2 separate regions of the Pan troglodytes genome follow, and region 2 is linked to region 1. A link is a contact called in public Hi-C data. All regions are on one chromosome and are shown on one strand. The core of a region is the stretch at or near the end of the contact, and the rest is flanking DNA. Distances in the headings are between cores, read along the strand shown.

The links. A called contact is a pair of places that touch in the nucleus more often than the background predicts.
Region 2: a Hi-C map of stem cell-derived neural progenitor cells shows a contact between it and region 1, with 4 times the contacts expected there. The contact joins the enhancer-like site here to the promoter of FAT1 in region 1. A contact is called at or near these places in 1 of 7 Hi-C or Micro-C datasets (stem cell-derived neural progenitor cells) and 1 of 1 datasets of contacts at active chromatin or transcription factors (stem cell-derived excitatory neurons).

What each region holds. Positions count from the first base shown.
Region 1 is chr3:188,371,983-188,378,652 of NHGRI_mPanTro3-v2.0_pri, forward strand. It overlaps FAT1 (FAT atypical cadherin 1), which reads right to left and starts at 1,992. Exons shown (of 27, transcript XM_063810072.1): 1 at 1,408-1,992.
Region 2 is chr3:188,884,916-188,892,552 of NHGRI_mPanTro3-v2.0_pri, forward strand. No RefSeq gene overlaps it. Among named protein-coding and RNA genes, the nearest start is that of FAT1, 510 kb to the left of the region's middle. Within about 2 kb of position 3,921, at least 2 of the 24 cell types and tissues checked have an H3K27ac peak or open chromatin away from gene starts, as enhancers often do. A contact at or near this core is called in stem cell-derived neural progenitor cells, where this site is marked.

The DNA.
Region 1 (6,670 bases), core at 742-3,241:
ACGCAGTCACCTTATAAGCCATCTTAGAGGTGACCGGAAAAAAAAATAATAATAAAGGTGTCCAGCAGGTTGTGGCCGGGAAGGAAAAATAATGCCTGCAAGATGAGTGTGCCGATTCGTAGCCCTATATTCCCTGCCCACCAGTTGGAATATACACAGATTCACACATCCAGCAAATGCAAACTCCATCATCCAAAGACGTGTTTGCCCCGGCCATAATTGCTCCAAGTGCTTACAGGTCAATTTCATACATGGAACACCTCGAAAGTGGGTGACCTGATCTCCAAGCCCAACCGGCTTGTGCCGCTTGCCGAATTGTAAATCTCAGCAAAACCCAAACACACCGGAACTCCAGCCGTTTCCTGGGAGCGAGGGAGCGGGAGTAGTGCTAAAAGGGGAAAAGAAGAACAGTAAAAAAAGTACAAAGATACCATTCCCTGACGTAAAATCACGGGATTTTTTTTAAATGGCACAAGAGAATTCCTGGAGAAGATTACCATTAATTAATAAGTAATAACGCTTCCTAGGGCTTACTAGATGTTTTACATCTGTCTGGGAATCCCGATTTTCCAGGCTCCCTGAGAAATCTATCTGCCTGGAAGAAGTTGCACTTCGTCGCCACAGGAGCCGCCGAGAGCCAGGGATGGAGATTTCAGACTTAGGACTCTGCCACGATTCTACTGATCCTTAAGCGCCAACAGAACGAAATGGACATGCCTATTAGCTACCACAAATCGAATTATTTTATATGAGAGAGAGAAATGTGGTTCAAGTTCCACATTTGTCCTTTAAATAATCGACCCTCCCTAACCCTGTCCCCAAAGGCTCGTGGAAATTAGGGAGGGGGTTGGGGAGACGGTTCCAGAAACAAAACGCTTTCCTCCAGCACGGCCTCTACATCCAGTCCACCCAAGCTGATTTTTGTAACTCATATAAAGAATGGGCCCGGGTGGGTGGTCAGTGAAGACTGGGGTGAGCAAGCGCCCACGTCGCCGAGCGCCGGGGAGGTCCAGGTTCGCCTCCCCACAGAACCCGGCAAGGAGCGCGCCTCGCCAGGTGCCCGGACTAGAGGGCGCTGCGCCCCTGCAAATCTCGCGGCCCCGATGCGCCCTCCCTAGGCACCATTGCTATAATAAGTTACATTCAAAATAATGCACAAACAGCATCGCCTCTCAAGTTCTTTTTAACAGTGCTCTATATGTATTTTATGAATTCCCAAAGCTATGCATACGAATCTTTCATCGCCGAGCCGCACAAAGCCAGAGGGATGCGCAGCTCCTGGAGCCGAGAACCCGTAGGGCGCACACGCTTCCCCGCACTCGCTTAGAGCCACACACCCCACGTAATTTCATTAACATTTAAACTTAAAATGCCAAAAGGCATGCACGATTTGAACAAAGAACTCACCAGTCTAGCCGAGTCCTCGGCCCCGGGCTCTAAAGTCCTCGGCAGCTCCGTGATCCCCTCGCGGTGTAGATATGTGTTAAGAGCCGGGTTTGAAGTACCAACTTTGCCTCCCCGGGATCTTCAGCATGTCCCTAACCAGAGTGCCAACGTCCGTGCCGCCGGGACCCAGGCGGCCGCATCTCCGGAGGCTTCCGACCAGGGCAAACTTAAGCACCAAACGCAGGCGAAAAGAGAGTGCGCGGGGCCGGAACGAGGGCCCGGGAGCAGCCAAGTTTGTCAGGACGTGCCCAGGCAGCCAGCCGCCGAGTTGAGGAGTTGCGGCCGGCGGCTGCGGCGACTCGCTGCCTCTTTCCCCACTCCCTCCCCCTTGGAGGCGGTGGGGGAGGGGAGGTGACGTCAGCGCCCCGCCTCGCCCCCCGCCCCGGGCGCGGACGGGATTCTCCGGCTGGGCGCGCCACCCCGACAGTGGCAGCAGCGGCCGTGGAGGCTGCGGGGGTCCCGGCCTCTGCGGTCTCTCTGGCCGGCCGCAGCTGTGGCGCGGGTGAAACGCCTGCCCTCCTCCTTCGGCTGCGTCTCCCGGGCGCCGGCGAGCGCGGGCGTTCCTCGCACTCAGCGCCTGAGCCGCCTGGAGCCCCGCTGCGCGCGCTTCCCCGGCTCGCGGAGCCCCTCCGGCGGCGTTTCCCACGCCGCGGACTGCAGGTGATGCTCTTCCTCTTCTGCAGCCGAAATTCGTCGCGACGTGTCGCCTGCCAGATTTTTGCTGGGCGGAAGCATGAACAGTCTCAGCAGACTGGCCTGGACGACTTGTACTTTGTGGCCCTCCAACTTCTGGATGTGAATTTTTTTTCACGACTTATTATGCTCTTCGTGGTCTTTGTGTTGAAAATCACGGAGCTGTATTTTTATTTTCAAATTCTTTCCCAATGCTCCTCTTGTCTTGACCGTACTCTGAAGCTTATAAGGTTCTGAGAGGAGGGGGCGAAGGGTAGGGGAGGAGCCAGTTCCTCATGTGTCTTACAAGTCATCCCTAGTGATAGGGGCTAATACACAAATCACTGTCTCCTCCTCAAAATAATATCCATTTAGATAAATGCAAACACTGTTGAGGTTTAATTTATAAAGAATGCGTCGTCTTTATGTAAGTGTCCAGCCTCCAGGAAAATATCTGCTGTGGAATATATTTTTAATGCCACTAAAGTACCAAAATACCTCCCCGAACAGCGTGAAATTCCGAGGGAGCCATTTCTGTGAGTTGACATTGTCCCCAGAAGATTGTCATTAACATTCAAGATCCTTGCAAAAGGGGGCTGGGGGCGGTTCTATCATATTTGCATCCGTTGGTATAAATATGTTGATCAGTTTAGCTGGTCGTTCTTTTACAAAGGTCAAGAGCAAAATTCTGAGCACAGAGGAAACTGGGCAGGGAGCTAAACAGTAAGGAGAGAACAAGATTAGGTGATTGGAATGTTGTGTGTGTTTAGCCTCGAAGTCATAACTTGTGTAAATATCAGTGTCCTCATCTGTGATATGGGACTAATATCTGCTTCATGTGGTAAAAATGTATTCATGTGTTTATCCATTCAAAAAAAAAAACATACTGAACTCTACTTGCCAGGGAGATAACAGTTATTCATGCAGGCAAAGCATTTTTACTGAGCATCATATGAAGTGTCTAGCACGCACATAGTAGGTACTTAAACAATATTAGTTTTCCTGCCCTCCCCCGCTCCCTTCCCTCACTTCTTGGCAGTGTCTCAGTTTTTAATCCATAAAATCAGCATCATCACCACTGATTCGAGATTCTGCCAGGCAGGTCTCCAGACTCAAGTCAGGTCTCCTGGGCTCAAGAGATCCTCCTGCCTAAGCCTCTCCCTCAAGGTGCATTTTGATTTGGAAGGGAGGAGAGGATCCAGGGAGCTAGGACACGGAGGGATATAGGAAGGGATTTTAGAGCTCCTGCAGACCCCGAGGGCAGCTAGAGGGTGCCAGATTCCTAAGGAGGGAGGAGGCTGGCTTGAGAGGCCAGTCTGTCAGTGCCCAGCGGACTTCTCCTGCTTCCCTGTTTCAACTACACAGGCTCTCTCCTTTTGTGTCAATAGTTGAAATTAGAAATTGACCACATATTGCAAGTCCTCAAAATGATTCACAATAAATTCACCCCGAGAGGCTTCTCGCTGAAGTCCATTTGGTTTGCTATACTCACTTTAAAGTTGTCATAAATAAACCAAATTACTTATATTAAAAAAGATAAAAATCACAAATGACAGGAACTTATGAATAACAATTGATGATATTAGTCAAAATAGCTGGTTTTCAAAGTGAGATGGGCAGAAAACTTTTAACAGAACCTCTAGAGCTGCGCTAATGTAGTGGGCAGCCACTTGCCCCCTGTGGCTACTTCCAGTTAAACTAAATTAAAAGGCACTTCCTGAGTCTCAGCAGCTGCATTCCGAGTTTCAGTGACCATGTGTGGCTAGTGACGATTGTATTGATCGCAGCAGATCAAAGAGCATTTTCGTCATGACAGAGTTAACTGGACACCTTGGTCTAGACCTTTAAAAACACTGCTATTTTATGGAAGGCTACATCAAGCATTTAAATTTCAGTGTGTCCAATACTGAGTCACCTCTGAAGTATAAGGGAGGACCCAGAATCATGGAAGGATTCATTCATACAGCAAATATTTATCAAGTACCAACAATATGCTGGGTGAAAATATGTAAGACCCAAGATTTAATGAGGTAGGTGTGTTTAGTGATTAAGAAATATTAACATGGCCTTTTAGTTGTTTTCCGTCTTTGCTGACTCATAAAACCAGGGGAAATCATAGATTTAAAGCAGGAAACAATTCTGAGACATTTTTTGGAATAGCCCTAGGACCAAATACTTGTAAGTAGGCTTGACTGACTCCTGGCATCCCACCCTCTCTGCTGCTTTCACTGCTTTCTCATCTGCCTATGTGCCCATTGCGGCCTCCCCTTCCTGGAGGTGAGAGGAAATACCAGCCCTCTCCACCTCCCCTGCACCTTGGAATTATTTTACCCTTTGCATTCAAATACAGCTCTTCTCCGGAATCAGCTTGTACTCTCAGAGGGAGCCATTAGAACATTAGACACCAGGCCGGGCGCGGTGGCTCATGCCTGTAATCCCAACACTTTGGGAGTCTGAGGCGGGTGGATCACCTGAGGGAAAGGGTTTGATACCAGCCTGGCTAATATGGTGAAACCCCGTCTCTACTAAAAATACAAAAATTAGCTGGGCATGGTGGCGGGTGCCTGTAATCCCAGCTACTCGGGAGGCTAAGGCAGGAGAATCACTTGAACCCGGGAGGCAGAGGTTGCAGTGAGCTGAGATGGCGCCATTGCACTCCAGCCCGGTGACAGAGCGAGACTCCATCTCAAAAAAAAAAGAACATTAGACACCTAGTCAATCTGATGGGAATCAGTGCTGGTTAACTATGGGTATGAGTATGTTATAATAATATCCTTCCACCCTTCCCAGTGCCTTATAGCAAGGGCTTTCTTAAAGCTATACTTAAAACATGAAATTTCTGATGCCATAACCAGTCACTTGGGAAAGTATTTGGAGGTATTACAAATCACCTACTAATGGCTAACCATTAAAAAAAAAGGTACAAAGTATACTTTCATTTTAAAGACACACCCATAGTGGAGAAGGGTGGCCGTAGACATTCTGTCCCTCAAATATAAGATAAACATCCCCAAGTGGTTTGGGAACAGATGTTGCAAGATAAATATAATTTTTGTGATGCTTTCCCAGCTCAGTGATTGAAAGATTCTAACCTTTTCAACAGTAGGCAACAAGTCATCCAACAACTTACTATTGAAGCTACTTTCTCAATAAAAGTATGCAGTAGAAAGAGCATTAGACTTGAGGTTAGAAGACCTGTTTTGACCTGTTTTGAATCTTGTCTTTGACATATATAGTTTGAATTTATTTGGTTATAACTGAATTTTGGGAATCTCACTTTCCTCTATAAAGATAGATCGCTAAAATGGACACACACACACACACAAAATCTCCCTCACTGGTTGTGAGAGATACCAGTAAAGAATAATTGTGGCCAAGCACGGTGGCTCGCACCTGTAATCCCAGCACTTTGGGAGGCCGAGGCGTGTGGATCACCTGAGGTCAGGAGTTCAAGACCAGCCTGGCCAACGTGGCAAAACCCCGTCTCTACTAAAAACACAAAAATTAGCTGGGCATGGTGGTGTGTGCCTATAATCCCAGCTACTCAGGAGGCTGAGGCAGGAGAATCACTTGAACCCAGGAGGCAGAGGTTGCAGTGAGCTGAGATTGCGCCATTGCTCTCCAGCCTGGGCGACCAGAGCGAAACTCCATCTGAAAAAAAAAAAGAATAATTGTAACTACAATATCATTAGTCTCCTCAAATTTACCTACTGTGTCTCACCCTGCCACTCCCATCTCAGCTATGAAGCTCTGTAGAACCAATGGCCAGTAACATGTATTTACTGCCAGTTATGCTCCGGACTTGGTTCCACCTTCTTTATATGCATTATCTCATGTCATTCTTAGAAAATCCTGGGAAGCATGAGCAATTAATGCCCTACCCCGATTTTACAGATGAAAACTGAGGTTTGAGGTAGATTAAATAACACACTGGGTCACCTTTCAGACTGAACCCTAAGGCTGGCTGCCTCCAGAGCAAACACTCCTGCCTGCTATAGTGCACTAGCTCCTCATAGCCTGCACCTCATTTGCACCCTTCAGGAACCATGACAGTTTTACACTAAAGGTCAGCAATGTTGTGGTTTAAGAATTGGCCTAGGAGGGGAGCAAAAAACTATCAAATAATAGCTGCAGGAAAATGCTCTCTTGTAGCAGCTACGAGTTTGGATAAATAATTGTGTAAAAGTAGGTCCTTTAATCAGAGTGAGAACATCAGTGATTGTGTTCAGGAATACATACATAAAACACATCCATTACTTGTTTGGATTACATATTTTCATGTATATATATGCATACTGTTAGACACACTGCTTTTCAATTCAAAAATTATAGTCTGGCTTTTAACTTGTTTAGGCTGAGCAGCAGAAAAATACACACCAGTGATTCTCAATGAATTCTGACAAGGACTATGTCACATGGTTTCATGATCAGCATTTCAATTTAGGCCTTGCTTTTCTCTTTCCTGGACTGGAACCACTAGTGTTTTGTTTTTTTCTCTCTCCAATTCTCCTTTCTCTCCATTTCTGTTTTACATATGACAACAAGTAATTTT
Region 2 (7,637 bases), core at 2,671-5,170, 510 kb after region 1:
TTTATGTATATCTGTATGTAAATGCATAGAAAAACATTCAAAAGTAACAAAGCACATTGTTCTTATTCCTGAGAATGAAATGAGAATAGGTGACGACAGTGGGCGATCTGTACTTTTACCCAAAATACATTAGCATCGTGTGCATTTGTTACATAAAAATATATTCCCATGTTACTAGCAGGTGTGGCAAATATGAAAAGCTTGAGTAACTCAAAGAAGTAAATAAAGAACTAAATGGAAGAACATCTAAAATTTAAATTTTTAAAGTAGCTAGCATTTAAATGAGTCTTCAAGTGTTTCCTCCTCAGAAAGATATTTTTTCCTCCACATGGAGGAAAGAAGAGGGCAAGAGAGAAGATAAAAATTATTGAAGATCTACATGTTCAGGAGTTAGTTATATAGTTGTAAAGATTTGCTTTTCGTAAGGGTAGAGCCAGGAATTGTATCTCTACAACTATCTGGGTCAGGTCTGGATAAATATTAGAGTGCTTTCAATAGAAGTTTAAAAAAAGAATTTTTAATAAGGAAAAAAATTCTCGTAAGTATTTTCTTCATATAACTTTTCCCTAGAAAGTGTTACGTGATGACCAAAGGTAATAAATTACGACATAATGGTTAGCTAGTTGGAGTTTCATTTCAAAGGTACTTAAGTATCTCAGGTTGACAAAGGCTTGTCTACATATGCAAGATGGATTAGGTAATTATACACAATAAATCAGGGTGAAAAACCTATTACAAAGCAAAGATAGGGGTGAGGGCTGTTTCTGTGTCTAAGATTGATTGCTTAAATTAGTTAAACTTACTGTGTTCTTTATTTTGCTAGAACACTAGTGACCAAAGAAACACTTTTCCTACTGGGTCAGTATCTTGCATATACAAGGTTCTCAATGAATATTTGTCATAAAAAATTGAATTTAAATGTAAGAATGCTTTCAAAACACTACGTATTCATTTAAAACTCTGTTGTTTTGCCTAATTTATAATATTTTGGTTTTAGTTTAATGCTCTATGATATTTTATTTACTCTTTTAAAAGCTAAAAAATGTTATTAATAAATTATTCAACATGTTAATTTTTGAATCAGAAGAAAGCAGAAATTAAGAAACTGATGGTAAAAGCTCTTGGAAAGTTTGGCTCAAACTTGAGTGATAAATGGACAATTTAGAAGAAATTCACCCAGACATCTTCCACACGTGAAGGTACCCCAGTGGCTTTTTCACTGCTCTCATTCTTCTCTTTATCAGTGTTAAACAGCTTATCAAGTGCATCTCAGCTCTAAAGTGCTTGGGCACTTCCTCCAGCCTTTTCCAAAGCATTTCTACACTCTCTTTACCTTAAAGCAATGAGAAAACCCAAAACAATCTACACAGCACTGGGATTGATATGGTTTGGCTGTGTCCCCACCCAAATTTCAACTTGAATTGTACCTCCCAGAATTTCCCCATGTTGTGAGAGGGACCCAGAGGGAGGTATTTGAATCATGGGGGCCGGTCTTTCCCATGCTATTCTCGTGATAGTGAATAAGTCTCGTGAGATTTGATGGGTTTATCAGGGGTTTCCACTTTCACTCATTTTCTCTTGCTGCTGCCATGTAAAGAGTGCCTTTCACCCCCTGCCATGATTCTGAGGCCTCCCCAGCCATGTGGTACTGTAAGTCCAATTAAACCTCTTTTCCTTCCCAGTCTTGGGTATGTCTTTATCAGCTGCATGAAAACAGACTAACACAGGGATTAACAATGTGGTTTAATAAGTTTGCTGTATAATGCTTAGAAATTCCATACAAAATATACTATTTACAATGGCAGCAAAAATATGTGGCATAGGAATAAATCTAAAAGCGACGTCACATATTTTTGCTGCCACTGTAAATAGTATATTTTGTATGCAATTTCTATTTTGGAATAGTATAAAACATTAGCTGAAAAGTATCAAAGAAGACTTAAATAAATAGAAAGTTATACCATTTCACTGGCAGGGAGAACTCAGTATCATACATTTGTCAGTTTTCCCAAAATTGATCCAGAGATTATTGACATTTCCAAGAAGAATTCTAAAATAGGTTCTCATCAAACTAAATAAGCAGATTAAAATATAGATATAGAAAAGCAAAGGGCATGAATGTCCAGTCACACCCGAAGAAGGAGATTAGGTCAGGAAGACGTCCCCTATGAAAGACAATGCTTATTAAAAAGCTGTAGTTGTGATATAGTGGATATTAATTCAAGAAAAGCCAAATAGTTGAATGCAATGAATAAAGAATCTAGAAACAAAGACATATGTGTGTAAATATGTAGATGCATGACAGAAAAGAAATTGTAAATTGGTGGATTGGTTTTGGAGCAGTTAGCTAAAAATCCATTCCAGATTGATCAAAAAATTAAATAATAAGGAGCACTAACAAATGTTAAAGACCACATATGATAATATATTTATGACTTGGTGGTGGCAACATGATTGTCAAATAAGAACAAAATGCACTAGCTGTAAAGGAAATATGGTTAAATTTTATCACATTCAAATTAGGACTTCATGTTCATCATAACACACAAAAAGAGAGTGAGAAAACAAGCAAACTATGACACAAGACCAGCCACACATACTAGTGATAAAAGTCAGTGTCCAGAATATATAAACTTGAATATATATAGAAACAAACAGCTCGACAGAAAATTGTGCAAAAATATGAACAGGTAGCTTACAAAAGTGGAATCATGAATTACTAATACATCTATGAAAAAAAATATTGTTAAATCCCACTAGAAATCATGAGGATGAAGGTAAAAATCACAGTTAGCTGCCATTTGACACCAACAGACTGGGAAAACAAATTTAAATCTGATAGTACAAATGTTCAGAAGATTGGGACTCCCATTAATCAGCGGTCTTTGGGGCTTTACCTAGTAATGGTAAACATGTACGTTACCTATAAACACAGAAATTCCATTCCTTGGTATATAATCTAAAGAAACTCTTGCCTATATGCACCAAGAGATATATACAACAATGTTTGTAGCTGCATTTTCACAAAAGCAAAACTTGGAAACAATTTGGTGTTTTCTAAAACCAGAATAAACAAATGAAAGTCACATATTTAAACATGTATACATCTCAAAAACATAATACTGAGCAGTAAAAGAAAATCACATGCGCACAAATACACATTTAGATTTGGTAAGATTTATTATTATAAAAGCTAAAATTAGGCAAAACTAAATATTGTTCAGGAATATTAATATTTTCATATAAGTATTGATAAATTCAACATAATAAAATACCAAAGCTATTGATAATGTACAATGGTGGCTAAATGGGTAGTAGCCTTTTTATCATTCTTACATATTATCCGTTATATATAGTTGGCATATATTTTAAAACAACAATATGAAATAATGTGATGAAAAAATTAACGAAGCTACAAGATGAATCCCTTTTTGAGCAAGTTGTAAAAAGAGATCTGGGAGAGTTTCTCCTCTCTGTATCTAGAAGTACCATCTCATCTATATTTAAGACGTCGAATATAGACTCATGCAGTTTTGGTTTAACTCTTTAAAAACGGCTTTCAACAGGGTTTCATGCTCCCTTAATTGCTTGTTGTTAAAAAAAAAAAACCTATTTTCTCTGATGTCTTTTTTTAATTTTTATAAACCAGTTTAGTTTAAAAAACAGTGAGTTACTCTAGCATTTACACTTGATTTGCCTTTTAAAAATACCTTCTAATTAAGAAAAAAATCATAGTTTAATATAGAGTCATTAGGACAGGTGGGGGTGGGCGGCGAGGGGGTGGCTGGACTTCCTCGGGAGCGCAGATCTGTGTCCTCGCGGAGATCATCGTTCTGCACAGAGGAAGTCTGTGACGTGCGCTGCCACCCGTTGCCCCTGGCAGCAGTGAGGAAAACCAGCTTAGGGAGGCCCGGGGAGCACAGCAGAATGGCAAGCAGACTGCCAGCCAGAGGGACACTGTTCAGTACAAACTTGTTGACTCAGGGCACAGTCTGGACAGGCCGTGTGACAGCCTTGTGTTTCAATTACTCCAGCCCAAGGAGGGAGGAAAAAGGACCATCTAATTGAGAAACAGGCATTGTATCTAAATTGAGATTTCCAAGGGTGAATCCTTGTTAAAAAGGAGAACTCATGGTTAGGTGCAGCCTGCCCTGCAAAGCCTGGGTCACTGAGCATCAGCAAGTTTATTTTTAAATCATCTTTTTTTTTTTTTTACGATGACACCTCCAACTGGAAATCATTGACTTGGCAGAATAGCAAGTCACACATTAAGCAACAAGCGAAATACACTAATCGTAGCTTGACTGTTTTGTAAAGAATTTCACAGCACAAAAAGTTAATATCATTGATTTGGAGGAAGTATGTAGGGGAAACCCATATGCAGTGAGTATACTAATTGTGACAGCTCTTTTAAAAGCAGGCAGAAGGCATTATTGCTGAGGCAGCTTGAGGAGCTGTTTGTCATTTTAAAAAAGCATGGAAGCCACAAAAAATAGTTGGGCCAAGGCTTGGGAGAACTGAGGAATTATGAGAATAAAAAAGAAAAACCGGTAAAAATTCTCTTCCATTTCATTTGAGGAGCTCGGAATTCAATGCTTTCTCTTAGATAATGAGAGAGAGCAGTTAGAGGCAGACGGAAACAGCACGAAGTGCTCATTACTTTTAAATGTGCAATTTAAATACTCAAGTGTATCCATGGAAAAAAAGATTTAAATAGCAAGCTTCATTACTATTTGCTCCTAGAAGACAATGATCTCTGCAGATTGCCCCATTCTGTTGAAGTCAACATGGAGATGAATAGCAATTTTGCAGTTTGAGAAGAAGAGGGGTATGTGGGAAAACTGAAATGTGAACAAAACAACAGTTGGGCTTTTTTCCATTGTTTATTGGTGCTTTGGGAATTCTCTGCAGCTTTATCTTTCATGATGGCTTAATAAGTGAAAATACAGGACATAGTCTACATGTTTGAGACATGATTCACAGAATGGTACTGATTCACCCAAGGGCCTCTGCCTGGCTTAGTCCACATAGCACATCTAAGCATCTGGAATCACACTGGCAATCTTCCCAAAGGCCAAGGGCTTTAGTTATTTTGCTGGTTATGTACATAGACCAGCATAAACCATGCAGCCATCTGTATTTTTCTGTACCAAGACTGAGTAAAATGAATTTATAATTTTGAAAGTGCTCATCTTTGATGACCCCTTCACGCCAATTTTTATTCTTTTCAAACAACTGTAGGATCTGGGATGCCCGGAACCCTGTTCACTCCAAAAGTCCCATCCATCCTCATTTGCCCGGTTGCCCACAGCTTTGCCATCTCAGTATGTTCCCCACACAACGCCATGGGCAATTTGTAAGATCGCTAACAGAGCAGGCTCTTGAACCACGCTGCCTAGGTTAAAATATCCACTCCCAGCTTGCTGTGTGGAATGTTGGGCAAACAACTTAGGTTCTCTGTGCTTTCTTTCCTGGCTTCTGAAATTTACCGAAGAGTAATAATACATTCCCATTCAGTTACTGTGAGGGAGAACAGAGCTCAGCACACTAGCATGCAATAGGTGCTCAGTAAGCGTTATATGTAGTCATCAACACCACGCATCACCACTGTGACTGTGTTCCACTCTGAATAAAATCACTTTCTCTGTCAGCACCAACTCCTTTGACTGGGGTGAGTGTCAGCAGCGAGTGACATGCAGAGCCACACCAGGGCCCACAGCGTTTCCCAGAGAGGAGAGGTAATCCACAGGGGAGGCTCAGAATATGGAGCCTCCTAAGATGGCATCCGTAATGTCGCAACCTTGGGGATACCAGAAGAATGGCAGGTGATTTTTTTTTTTTTTTTTTTTTTGAGACGGGGTCTCGCTCTGTCACCCAGGCTGGAGTGTAGTGGCGCCGTCTTGGCTCACTGCAACCTCTGCCTCCCGGATTCAAGCCGATTCTCCTGCCTCAGCTTCCCGAGTAGGGACTACAGGCGCCCGCCACCACACCCAGCTAATTTTTTTTTTTTTTGTATTTTTGGTAGAGATGGGTTTTCACCATGATATTTTACTGAAACTACCAAGGGGGGAAATTGAATAACAGAGAACTCCAGAGTGTGCATTATCACAAAGGGCAACTTCAGGTAGAAGTCTCACTGATGTTCCTGGAGCCTGGGGATCTTGGTCATCAAGGAAAAGCTGAACAAAAAAAATGACAGGGTAAAAGGACTTCTGATTTTGACAGAAGAGCAGTCAATGTTATGTAAAGAAAGACAGTTGAACCCTTAGGTTATTTTAGGTCATAAAAAAAGACTTGATTAAAACACATATTGTAGAGAAAATTTATAAAAATTTTAAGGATGCCAGTTCATGTGTGGACATAAGCTAATGAACTGGCTGGGGCAAAACCACTGGATTTTTTATGATATTCTAAGGAAGATGGCTTGATTCCTGGAAATCAAATTTATTAATAGAAGAGATTACCAGGCCTAAGGCATATATGCTATTTTATATTAATTTTTAAAGAACTCAGTTAGGATGTATTTTACATCCTAATAGGAATTGTAAATAAAAAATAACTGTTTGACAATTATGCAGAAATGGTTTTGTATTCAGTCTTGTTGTCTGTCATTGTCATCATACTCTTCCAAGGGTATATATTTTTGTGCAACTTACAGTCCAAAGGCAGGAAAGAACCCACAAGACCTTTGCTTCCACTTAGATGGAGTTAGAAGTTGTTTCCATAAGGTGATAAGAGAGGGAATTTAGTTCTCATTATTTCACCTGCCCCTACACCCTTCATTCATCCAGATAGAAAGCCTTTTGATAGAATTACGCATTGCCCTTCTAGATATTTAGGTAGCTTCTTTAAAAATACAATTCATTAGATGGGCAGTGGAAGTTGACCAAAATATTCAGGAACCTATCATAGTAAGTATTGATTTATGAGAGCACTTTTCTCCTGACAGGGGATGCTAGGGAAGCATGGAGAACAGGAGACCAACTCCATGGGGGAAAGATGAAGAGCAATGGTGTTTTTGAGCATGGGCCCTGAATTAAGTAAGACATATGTTCAATTTCTAATGTTGACACTTACTAGCTGTGTAAATGGCCTTGGGCAAGTTCATGGTACAAGCTAAGCCTCATATTTTTTCATCTAAAACCACAGGGATCTTAGTTTCTGTTGTATTATGAAATAGATATTAATAATAATTATTGAGCAATTAGTGAAACTGTTCATAACCAGACTGACTGTAGGCAAGTATGAACTCTAACAGATTAACTATGTGTACAGCATAGAGACACACAAGTGGATAATGTGAAGATAGAGGAAAGGACATATGCATTCGAATTTCAGTTTGAATTTCACAGCGGTAGTCAAATAATACCTACCATCACCAGAAGCATAAGAAGTCCCCATGCAGACCTGTGGTTTTCTAGCCCTTCTTCACGCTTCCCCATAGCCTTGATGGGCTAGATGCTGGCCATGGTTACCATGCACTCACCTGGCGAGGGCTTTGTTATAGCTTCATGAGTCTCAGAAGTTGGACCTGCTGGCTTTAGAGTCCGACTAATTTTGTTTTTCTCCTAGAAGTTGTTTCTGAATGGATAATTTGGTGTTAGACAATTAGAAATTCACTGGATTTCTGGTCTAGG